2 separate regions of the Mus musculus genome follow, and region 2 is linked to region 1. Evidence: chromatin contacts called from public promoter capture Hi-C data. All regions are on one chromosome and are shown on one strand. The core of a region is the stretch at or near the end of the contact, and the rest is flanking DNA. Distances in the headings are between cores, read along the strand shown.

Region 1 (5,371 bases), core at 234-2,733:
CTCCTCTGCATCTACCTCTCTCCTGAGGGCTGGGATTAGCGGCTGCATCACTTCTCGCAGCTTGAAATGTGTTTTAATAACGAGAAGCCAAGGAATAGTTTTCTATAATAGTTGATTTGGTTCAGTCACTTAAGACCACACAAACCAGTTGTTGAAAATAACTGATATATCAGTTGTTCTCTGAAATTCCTTTTCTAAGTCCTTCCTAAGCTATAATTCCTCTGCCTTTCTCTTTAAAAAATTATATTTATCTTGTGTGTGGTGCACCTGCCATTGGCCATGTGTAGAGATCAGACGAACTTCTGGGAGTCAGTTTTTCTGCTCCCAGCGTTTGGGTATCTAAGACAGAACTTGGGTTCCCAGTCTTGGCTGCACCTGCTCTTTCCTGGCTGAGCCCTCCCACCAGCAGGTCTGCTGTTGTCTTACTACTCTGATGGTTAATGGATGGACTTCAAACTATTACTGAACACGTTCAAAATGAGGGGGACTTCTTTTTTTTTAAGATGCAAATCTGTACATGTATTATAAAAGGAAAGGCTTGTAGATTTCATTCAGATCCTAAGAGGTAGTCTAAAAGATGGTGGTTTCAAACATTTTTCATCTGTGAGATCTTGTTTATTGTACTACAAAACAGCATGGTTCTTCCAACTGTCTTCTCATCTATGAAATGAAAACTGAAAACTAAGACGTTTTACTAAGAAAGCGTTCAATGATAGAGCACATGTGCCACAGCGTTGCACAGTGCCACTACAGGAAGCAAGTCCATCCTTAGGATGGACGGACAATTCATAGATACTGCTTTTATAGCATTCTGTGATTTTCATATCTCTATCCTGGGTCCTGTACCAAGGCGAGGTGAGGGCTGGGGGGAAATCCCTCCCTTCCAGAAGCTAATTATCCAGTTGAAGCTATGAAAGATCCCAAGCAGGATGGACTAAATCCATAAATAAAAGCTTGTGGGTTTGAATAGACACATGATCAATAAATACTACACGTATGCGTTACGTCCTCATGGCATGGAAAGGCAGATGGAAACAGGCAATCTCTCCTCCCACTAGACAAACACTGAGCAGTCGGGCCTTTTGTTTTTTTTTTTTTTTTGTTTTGTTTTGTTTTGTTTTTGTGAGAGGGATCTATCTTTTGTGCAATCTGTTTAGTATACAGTGCATGCTCGGGGCACTCCTTATCTTCGTGCTGGGAACAAAGTACACACACCCCTTTTCTGAAACACAGGGCCTAGGATCTCCTAGAGCTGGATGGGCTCCCGGGCTGTGGGACCACACAAAAGGGGCGCTTCGCCTGCTCGCAGGCCCCCACACCCAGGTTCTCGGGTCGCGGGTTCGCCTTCAGGGTCCTTCAGCCCCGCCTCTGCGAGTGCCCTCCCCAGCCTCTGGCGCGCACCCCTCCTCATCCGCGGGCAGCCGGAAAACCCGGAGCGAACCGGCCCGGGCCAGCGGCGCATGCTCAGTTGCGAGCAGGTTCAGTTTGCTAGTAGGAAGCTCCGGCGCTACACCGGCGGCGGCAGCGGCAGCGGTAGCAGCAGCGGCGGCGACGGCCAAGCGGCCGGATTCCCCGGCAGCGACCTCGGGCCCTCCCCGTTCCCCACCGACCCCTGCTCCCGCTTCGTCCCGTTCTGGGCCTCTCGCTTGAGTTCCCCGCTGGCGAGCGGGCGCCACCGGCCGGAGCGTCCATCCACGCGCCGTCTCTCGGCGGGCCAGGCCGTGCCGGGGAGCGCAGCCCCGGCGGAGGGCGGCCCGGGGCGGAGCGGGGGGCCTGCCCCGGGGCGGTGGTGCGGGATGCCGCCGCCGCCGCCGCCGGGTTGCGTTGGCTCTCGGCGAGCGGCGCGCGTGTCGGGTGGGTGTCCGGCCGCGGGCCTCGCCCCCCAGACTCCTCGCCAGCGCTAGCCGGGCCGCGCGGCGCCCCGAGGGGGCCGGGCCGTGCACGGGCTGTGGCCCTTCTCCGCGCCGCGAGCCGCCGCCCCTCCGCCCGCCCCGAGGCGCCCCGCGGGCACCATGCAGGCGCAGCAGCTGCCTTACGAGTTTTTCAGCGAGGAGAACGCGCCCAAGTGGCGGGGGCTGCTGGTGCCTGCGCTGAAAAAGGTAGGGGCGCGGAACCCGCTTCCCGGCCGCAGTCCGCGCGGGGCTGGGCGAGGGTGGGGAGGCGGGGCGCCACTGTCGTCTTTCTTCCCGGTCTCGGATCTCGGGGAGGTCTGCTCGGGCTGCGAGGTTCCCCGCGTCCGCTGCTCCAGCTGTTGACACTCGCCCGGGGTGCGTGGGAAGGCCGCACACAGTCGGGGAGGGTTGGTCTGGATCATCCAAGCGCGGAGGCGGGGGTTGGAGGAGCCTCGGTTTTCCGTGGAGGTCAACGAAGGCCATTGCCTACCTTCTCGATCTTCCGAACTGCGGTCAACCTCTCGTTTTAGGAGTCCGGTACTCTCACTGGCTCGAAAGTGCCTTGGCCACAGTGCTTGCCTAAGTAATTGCGAGGTTGCCTGCCAGCAAGAACATGGCCTGCTCGGCTGTGCTCGTCCTCAGTCATAACTCCCCGTTTTCTTGACCCCCTCCCCCATTACAGCGGTGATGCACATGCCACTGTATTCAGATTGGTTCTTTTGAAGTGTCTGAGAATCTTTGAACGTCATTTGGTTTGGTGTTTTGCATCTTTTTATTTGGAAATGTTGCTACATTTTAAAAGCTTCTAAAGCAACTGTCTGTCCTTTGGTTAGGCATTTTGGATTTTTGTTTGCCAGTGGTTAAAGTTATTCGTGAATGTTGCTACATTTTAACAGCTTCTACAGCAACACTTAGTGACATAGTAAATACTGTACTAAGACATCTGAAACAGGTGTGCTTGAATGGATTTTAAAACAACCAGATTGGTTTTTGTTTTCATTTGCCTTACCTGTAGAAATTGTTTTACAATTTAATCTCCCATTTCTTGTTGCTCAGATGATTTTCGTGCTATCTTTGCTAAAATGCAGTTTTGTTACTACTGAGTACCTGGCGTTTACTGTGCCATTATGCAGAGCCTTTCTATTTTACCAGAAAGTCTTGAAAGGTATTTCATACTCCCAGAGGCCAGTACCTTTCAGTTTCTCGTCTGCCCTGTTCTCCCCTTCCCCTCTTGGTATGTTATGTGGAAACTGTTGGCTTTGTTGGAAGACTTTGCTTTTATCTTTCAGACTTAGGTTCCTGCGCTTTATCCTCAAGTGTCTCCCTACTTACAAACCTCTGTATGTTTTCTAAGAAAATCAAAGAGACCACCTTGTTGTGCATCCTTAATGACTCCATGAGACTTCAGTCCATTTCTACATTGGCTTTACCTGCACAATTGCCTGCTTAGCTTGGAGAATTGGAGAAGAATGCCTCATGATGCTAGAAGTTTGGTATTTTGACAGGACAGGATGAAGACAAAAAATTGATTTATATGTACAAAAGCTCTCATAGAACCAGTTTGAGGTATATGGCTTAAAAGCAATAGCTCCTATTCTAAGGAAACCTCCAAAATAACACTCGAGGCTCCTTTAGAATGGTAGACAGAGCATTGTAGAAGTTGGCAGACTACTCTAACTTGCCACTTGGGTGGTCCTTGCTGAAATCTATTTTGTGTGGCTGGCATTGTGGATTTTGTTTTGTTTTTCAATGTATGTAATTAGTCACCAGTTTCTTTTTTTCGAGACAGGGTTTCTCTGCATAGCCCTGGCTGTCCTGGAACTCACTCTGTAGGCCAGGCTGGCCTCGAACTCTGAAATACGCCTGCCTCTGCCTCCCAAGTGCTGGGATTAAAGGCGTGCGCCACCAACCTCCCGGCAGTCACCAGTTTCTTAAAATGAGAACTATCACATAAACTCTGAGGTTTGTTTGTTTTGAATTATAGATGGACTGGCCATACATTTTCACCATCAACTGCTAGAGTTTTGAGTGACTGCTTTCTTTGGAAAGGGTTTTGTCTCCAGTTCATCAGTGTTGCTTGTGTTCTATCGCTTCATGGTTGGTTGGTTTTCCATTTGAAGCAGAGACCTCCCTGTAGAAGTGATATGAAGAGGGAGTTTACAGAGTCTCCCTAATGTGTGAGGTTCTTTCCCTCATTTACATTTCCACCTGCAATGCTCTTAAGACACCCAAGACAAGGTTGGATATATTTCTCATATTCTGAATATGCTCTTTTGTTTTTTTTTTTTTTTCCCGAGACAGGGTTTCTCTGTATAGCTCTGGCTGTCCTGGAACTCACTTTGTACACCAGGCTGGCCTCCAACTCAGAAATCCACCTGCCTCTGCCTCCCGAGTGCTGGGATTAAAGGCGTGCGCCACCACACCCGGCCTGAATATGCTCTTGTAGCTGAAAACTTGAATTATGGTATGTGTGTAGATGTGTCCTTGGACATTTTGTGTCCTTGGACATTCTGTGTGGGTGTCTCCTTATCTTGAGCTCTTCAGACTTTAAACTACTTGCGTAGTGCCCGACTGTGTGTTTTCATACCTGAGGCTTTTTGGATAGCCTGTGCATTTTCTCTGGTCTAATACTATTCAACCCCAGAGATTTTTCTCAACCTAGTGGCCCATCCTAACTCAACAGTGAATTTTAAGTCCTAATTTACTTGTCCATATTCACATTAGCTACCCTATTGGACTTGTTGTACACAGGTGCTAGGCCTTACACCTGTTAGCACTCATTTTGGTTGTTTTGTTTGTTTGTTTGTTTGTTTGTTTTTGTTCTTTTGGTTTTGGTTTTTCGAGACAGGGTTTCTCTTTATAGCCTTGGCTGTCCTGGAGTTCACTTTGTAGACCAGGCTGGCCTCGAACTCATAAATCTGCCTGCCTCTGCCTCCCAAGTGCTGGGATTAAAGGCGATGAACAAGTGTCTTTGTAGGTTACCTTGAGTTTGTCAGACTTTAAAGTAAATTATTTAGAAATCTTGCTACATTTTTTTAAAGCTTCTAAAGCAACATTGTAACTTAGTAAATCTTCACATCTCCCTCCTTTTGGTTTGGCGTTTTGAATTTCTACCCTTTGTATGCTTCATTTAGTTTGCCAGTAGTTAAAGTTATTTGGAAATGTTGCCAATTCTGTAAGGGGATACTCAAAACTGACCCCCACCACCAGTTTTTAACTTCTTGATTAACGGCTTTAAACTTTTATTTAATTGGCTCAAAACTGAAGCCTAGGACTCCTTTCCGTACTGCTGCCTGCCTTCAGGCCAAACCTTCTGCTTATCAACCTCTAACATGCTCTTGGACTCTGCTCTGCTAACTGCTTGGAGTTTCCGAGGTTACTGTGGTAACCTCTCAGTTGAGTTCCTTACCCCCAACCCACCTGCCTTTACATATTTCAGAAGTTATAAAGTACTTTCGAACATGTTATACATTTGTTCA
Region 2 (5,371 bases), core at 1,610-4,109, 3.0 Mb before region 1:
AGCACGAGGAACTGTACTAAAGGGTCACAGCATTAGGGAGGTTGAGAACCACTGACTTAGAATAACTGAGATCTAAGTAACCATGCTGTCTTAGTTAGGGTTTTACTTCTGTAAACAGATACCATAATCAAGGCAACTCTTATAAGGACAATATTTAATTGGGTCTGGCTTACAGGTTCAGAGGTTTAGTCCATTATCATCAAGGTGGGGGCATGGCAGCATCCAGGCAGGCATGGTGCAGGAGGAGCTTAGAGTTCTACGTCTTCATCTGAAGACTGCTAGTGGAAAACTCACTTTCAGGCAACTAGGATGAGGGTCTTAAAGCCCACATCCACAGTGACACACCTACTCCAACAAGGCCACACCTCCTAATAGTGCCCCTCTCTAGCCCAAGCATAGACACACTGTCACACAAGTTAATTGATCTTCTTGTCTATAGCCAAGTTCTGTTGAGACCCGAAAGGACAAAGCAGCTTAGGTCATGAACTTTACATAAGCTTTATAGTCTCCTGAATGGTTGAGTCTCTGATCGTGAGTAAAGGAGACGGGGTAACGATGGCTACCCCTCCATTGAAGAGGGAATGAGGTTTCACAAAGGGCCATCATCAGGCTTAAATCATTCAGCTGCAGAGAAACTAGAACTCAAACAGAAATTGTGATTTTTTTAAATTTCTTTTCTTTGTGTTACATCATACCATGCCTTTGTAAAGGTATCACCCTGGCTAGACTTATGTCAACTTGACACACAAACTAGTGTTATCTGAAAGGAGGGAACCTCAATTGAGAAAATGCCTTCATAAACTCTGGCTGTAGGGCATTTTCTTAACTAGTGATTGATGTGGGAAGACCCAGCCCATTATGGGTGGTGCCATCCCTGGGCTGTTGGTCTTGTGTTCTATAAGAAAGCAGGCTGAGCAGGCCAGAGAAAGCAAGCCTGTAAGATCTGCCCCTTCATGGCCTCTGCATCAGCTTTGGCCTCCAGGTTCCTGCCCTACTTGACTCCCTGTCTTGACTTCCTTTGGTGATGAACGGCAATGTGGAAGTGTAGGCTGCATAAACCCTTTCCTCCTCAATTTGCTTTTTGGTCATGGTGTTGGTTGCAGCAACTAAGCCTGGGTGGACAGTAAGGTTGGATTACTCATCATTAGAAGCTGCTGGAATCTTTGCTGTTCAGGGTATTTGAGGTGCTGAAGACAAAGGCAGGATGCTAATTCACACCCTTGCTCTAGAGTGCTCAGCCTTGAGTCTTTTCTTCTTATTCTTTAAAGATTTATTTACTTATTATATGTAAGTACACTGTATCTGTCTTCAGATCCTCCAGAAGAGGGTGTCAATCCCATTCTGGACGGTTGTGAGCCACCATGTGGCTGCTGGGATTTGAACTCAGGACCTTTGGAAGAGCAGTCAGTGCTCTTAAAACCGCTGAGCTCTCTCTCCAGCCCTGGATTTATATCTATTTATCTGTACTCTTGAGCCTGGTGCCTGACTCTGCCACTAATTGCTGTCCTCAGCAAGTCGCTCCGTTCTTCTGTGCTGTAAAATAGAGATGGTCATAGTACCAATTCTCGGGTTGTGGGGGTTCAATGCATTTAGAGAAAATACTATGTTAAGCTTGGCATCATCAGCTATTCATTACCAACTTACATTTAAAATATAGTATGCATAAATCTATAATGTGTGTGCAAAAACCTCTGGTTAAATGATAGGACTAAAAACTTGTTCCTGGAGGTTAGGAAGCCGGCACACTCTGTTTATGCAGTATTCGACTCAGAGTGGAAGCTTAAGTCACACTGCATGGTGCGGCAGAGTATAACCATAACCAGGAAGCTGTAACTGCGCATCATTCAAGCAGAAGGTAGAGATTTCACAAGTGTTCCCAGTCACCTCCCCTGCATACGTTTATCTCAAAGAACAGGGCCTAGGAAGAGATGAGCAACCAAATGAATGCTGACAAAATCTCACTCTCAAAAGCGCAAGATGCACACACAGGTGCTTTAAGTTTACGTCTACACAAAGCCTATAGATTCTTCCCTCTTCTTCTCCCCTCTCTCTCTTTCCTTCTCCCCTCTTTCCTTCCCTCTTCTTCCCTCTTTTCTCCCTTCCCTCTCTTTCCTTTCTTCCCTCTCTCCCCTTCCTCTTTCTTTTCTCTCCTCCTTCCCTCTTTTCTTCCCTCTTTCCTCTCTCTCCCTCACCTCTTTTTCCTCTTCCCCTCTACCCCTTCTTTCCTTTCTTCCTCTCACCATCTCCCTCCTTGATCTCTCTTCTCTTTTCTCCCCTTTCCTCTTCTCTCTCCTATCTCCTTCTCTCCCACTCTCTTTCCTTTCCTGTCACTTTTCCCGGCATTGAGACAGGATTTTGCTTACAGGCGATGCACTCACGGCTCCAAAGAGCTGTTCTTGTCATAACTGAGGTGAAATTCCTAACAACCCTTGGTACATTAAGACCCCTCAACAGATACTAATAACCCTGAAATGGGGCGGGACCTGGGCCTGACGAGACCCCACCCACGTCCTGGGCCCGCCCCCGCTCTAGGCCCCGCCCAGAACTCGCTCTGACCGACTGTGTCGCTCTCAGCCGCCCTCTTTGTCCACAGGACGCTTGCGCACCTGTCAAGGCGCCTTGGCACTGCCCACATCCAAGTGAGTGGTACAGAGAAGCCTGAGTTTTCGGGAAGCCTGAACACAGCCTCTTTCCATGTCTTTTAGAGTTTGTTTTCGTTTCTAGGTCTTGAGAAAGCGCGGTTTTTTCCCCCCGACGTTGCGTAGGAGGCTATGTTTTAAGTCAGGCGTTCTCTAGACAGTCCGCATTTTGGATTAAGGTCCTTGCGCTGAGCTTTGGGCGGGCCTAAGGGGAAGCCGGGTCCTTTTCTAGGGCGGTCGCACAGGCAGCGGCGGTGCGAAGCGGGCCTCCGCCAACATGTACTACAAGTTTAGCAGTTTCACGCAGAAGTTGGCTGGAGCTTGGGCTTCGGAAGCCTACACCCCGCAGGTACACTTTTGCCGCGTCGCCTTGGGCCGGAGAACAGCAGCCCGAGGCAGGCAGTTGCGAGGTTCGAGCCGTGAAGGGTTTCTGCCGGCCGACCGGTCCGGCTTGCTGGTGTCCCCTGGTGTCCTTAACCACGCAGGCTTGGAGCGGTCGCCGAGGTTTCTGGGTGTGTGCTGCACCCTAGGCGAGGTTTGCATGGCACTGAACTCAGGTCTGATACCTTGCGGGGGTCAAGGTGACCCCTGGGGTGGTTGCTTGTTTAAGGTGGATTTCCCGTAGAATCTGTGAAGGATTGCAGAAGGTGACATAACTGTGTTTGGGTTTCTGCTCTCTCTGGTTGAGGTGGCCTTTGTGACTTCCTCTTGTTACTGGCCCTGTCACAGCCCAGAAAGCAGCTTTACCCAGCTACCAAATGGAAGACTGGGAGGGCGGATTTGAGAAGCTCGCTCATAAGGCATGGGAATATATATATGTGTATACATACATACATACATACATACTGGGGAAAGCATCGGAAGTGACACCCAACGAGGTTTATGCTTTTGCTAGTTTTAAAGTGGCAGACGGTGACCGTTGACTACTGGGCAATCTGACATTATCCAGGTTCCAGTTAGATCCTATCAATGGCGTTCCCATCTCCAATCTCAGTGTTGTGAAAATGTGGTATTTTAGAGTTCCACTTAATACTGGGTTAGTACTGAATTTAGCAGCCTTAATCTAGTGACCTTGACTGCCCCTTCTAATTCGGGGCAGCATTAACTTGGGTTAAATGTGATGTGTCGAGTGAGCAGATTTTCTGGCAGATGGTTGGTGCTGGATAAATGCTATATATTCTCCTGAACTGAATCACTGCTCAGCATAGTTCGAGAAGCCTTGGTGGGACACGAAGCTGAAAAACCTTGAATAGTAAGTGACCTGTATGGGCTGTAAAAGAGATTGTCATTACTGCCTCTTTTCTACCCCTATGGGACACTCCATCTTAAGGGACAGTGTTTAAGTATGATTTCATTACAAGAGTAGATGTGCTTTCAGGAGAGAGGAGGCCAAGAAGGGTCGTATGGGAGGTTGAGGAGGAAAAGTCTCAAGAGTGTTTAGGTGTTCAGTGTCTAGTGCTGTGTTGTGTCTGGTAGCTGCTGAGGTTTTATGAATGTGGTGCTTAACAGACATGGCTGCTAGTAGGCTCTTTGCTGCTGGAGAGATCATAAAAAGAGAGAGAGAGAGAGACACCATCGTTCTGTTACAGAAATGTGGAAGGAAATGAGGAAAATTCACTCAAAGAACAGTCCAGTGTTAGAGGTGAGCAAGTGTGGTGTCAGTGGAACCCAGTGTAATGAGTTGTAAGGAAAGAACTGCCAGTATGTTGACTGATTTCTTGACAGACGATGTAGGTAAATGGCTGATTGCATTGTATCATCATCTATAGTGTATTTTCAGTGCATAGAGATGGTATGTTACTTTAGGCAAGGTTTGGCATACTTATGCCATGTGACGCACTCCTTTGTTAGTACCCAGACCATAAATTATACCACCTGCAGGAAGGTCTCTCAAACTCGCATTAAAACCCCTGTCTGCCTTCCTGTTTTGACATTTATCAGTTATAAATAGTTCTGCCTGTTTTTGAACCCCTGTAAACCCCACAGAAACTTCACTTTTGAGGTTCCTTCATGTTACAGCGTATGAGTTGTTTCATCAAAAATGTCACAGTTTCTTTTGTGGTGGTTGTAGATGTGCTTTTTATATTTTATTTTATTTTTTATGTATATGAGTGTTTTGTTTGCATGCATGCCTGTGCGCTTCATGCATGCTTAGGCCTGCAGAAGGAGGTTCCAAATCTCCTGGAACTGGAATTACAGACAGTTGTGAGCCACTGTGTGGGTAGAGGGGATTAAACTTGAGTCCTCTCCGAAGAGCAGCCAGTGCTCTTAACCTGCTGCACCGTTTCTCTAGTTTCTATAGATGTTTCTAGTGGAGATGAAGCAAAGGGTAAGCTTTGTTGTTTAGAAGGAGAAAGTAGAAATTTGATTAAGTGACATTGAAGTAAAATTGATACTCAGAGTAGGAATTGCCTAACAAGGCCCTTTACATCATCGACAGGACTTTCAGGATGAGGTGTTTGTGTGCTTGCTTGGTTGGCTTCCTTGAATTCGATTTCATCCTAATGCCAGAATTCCTTTCTTTCTCTTTCTCTCTTTCCTTTTCTTTTTTAAAGATTTTATCTTTTATTTATTTTATGTATGAGTACACTGTCACTGTCTTCAGACACACCAGAAAGGGCATCTGGTCCCATAACAGATGGTTGTGATTTACCGTGTGGTTGCTGGGGATTGAACTCAGAACCTCCTTGAGTAGTCAGTGCTCTTAACCACTGAGCCGTCTCTCCAGCCCT

What was found. Promoter capture Hi-C pulls out the DNA fragments that hold promoters and counts their contacts.
Region 2: a contact with region 1 is called in a promoter capture Hi-C map of pre-B cells, with 2.4 times the contacts expected there. The contact joins the promoter of Cox7a2l here to the promoter of Sos1 in region 1. A contact is called at or near these places in 3 of 39 promoter capture datasets (cranial neural crest, liver and pre-B cells).

What each region holds. Positions count from the first base shown.
Region 1 is chr17:80,476,565-80,481,935 of GRCm38.p6, reverse strand. It overlaps Sos1 (SOS Ras/Rac guanine nucleotide exchange factor 1), which reads left to right and starts at 1,483. Exons shown (of 22, transcript NM_009231.2): 1 at 1,483-2,099. The coding sequence starts at 2,013.
Region 2 is chr17:83,511,821-83,517,191 of GRCm38.p6, reverse strand. It overlaps Cox7a2l (cytochrome c oxidase subunit 7A2 like), which reads left to right and starts at 2,859. Exons shown (of 3, transcript NM_009187.3): 1 at 2,859-2,988. The coding sequence starts at 2,917.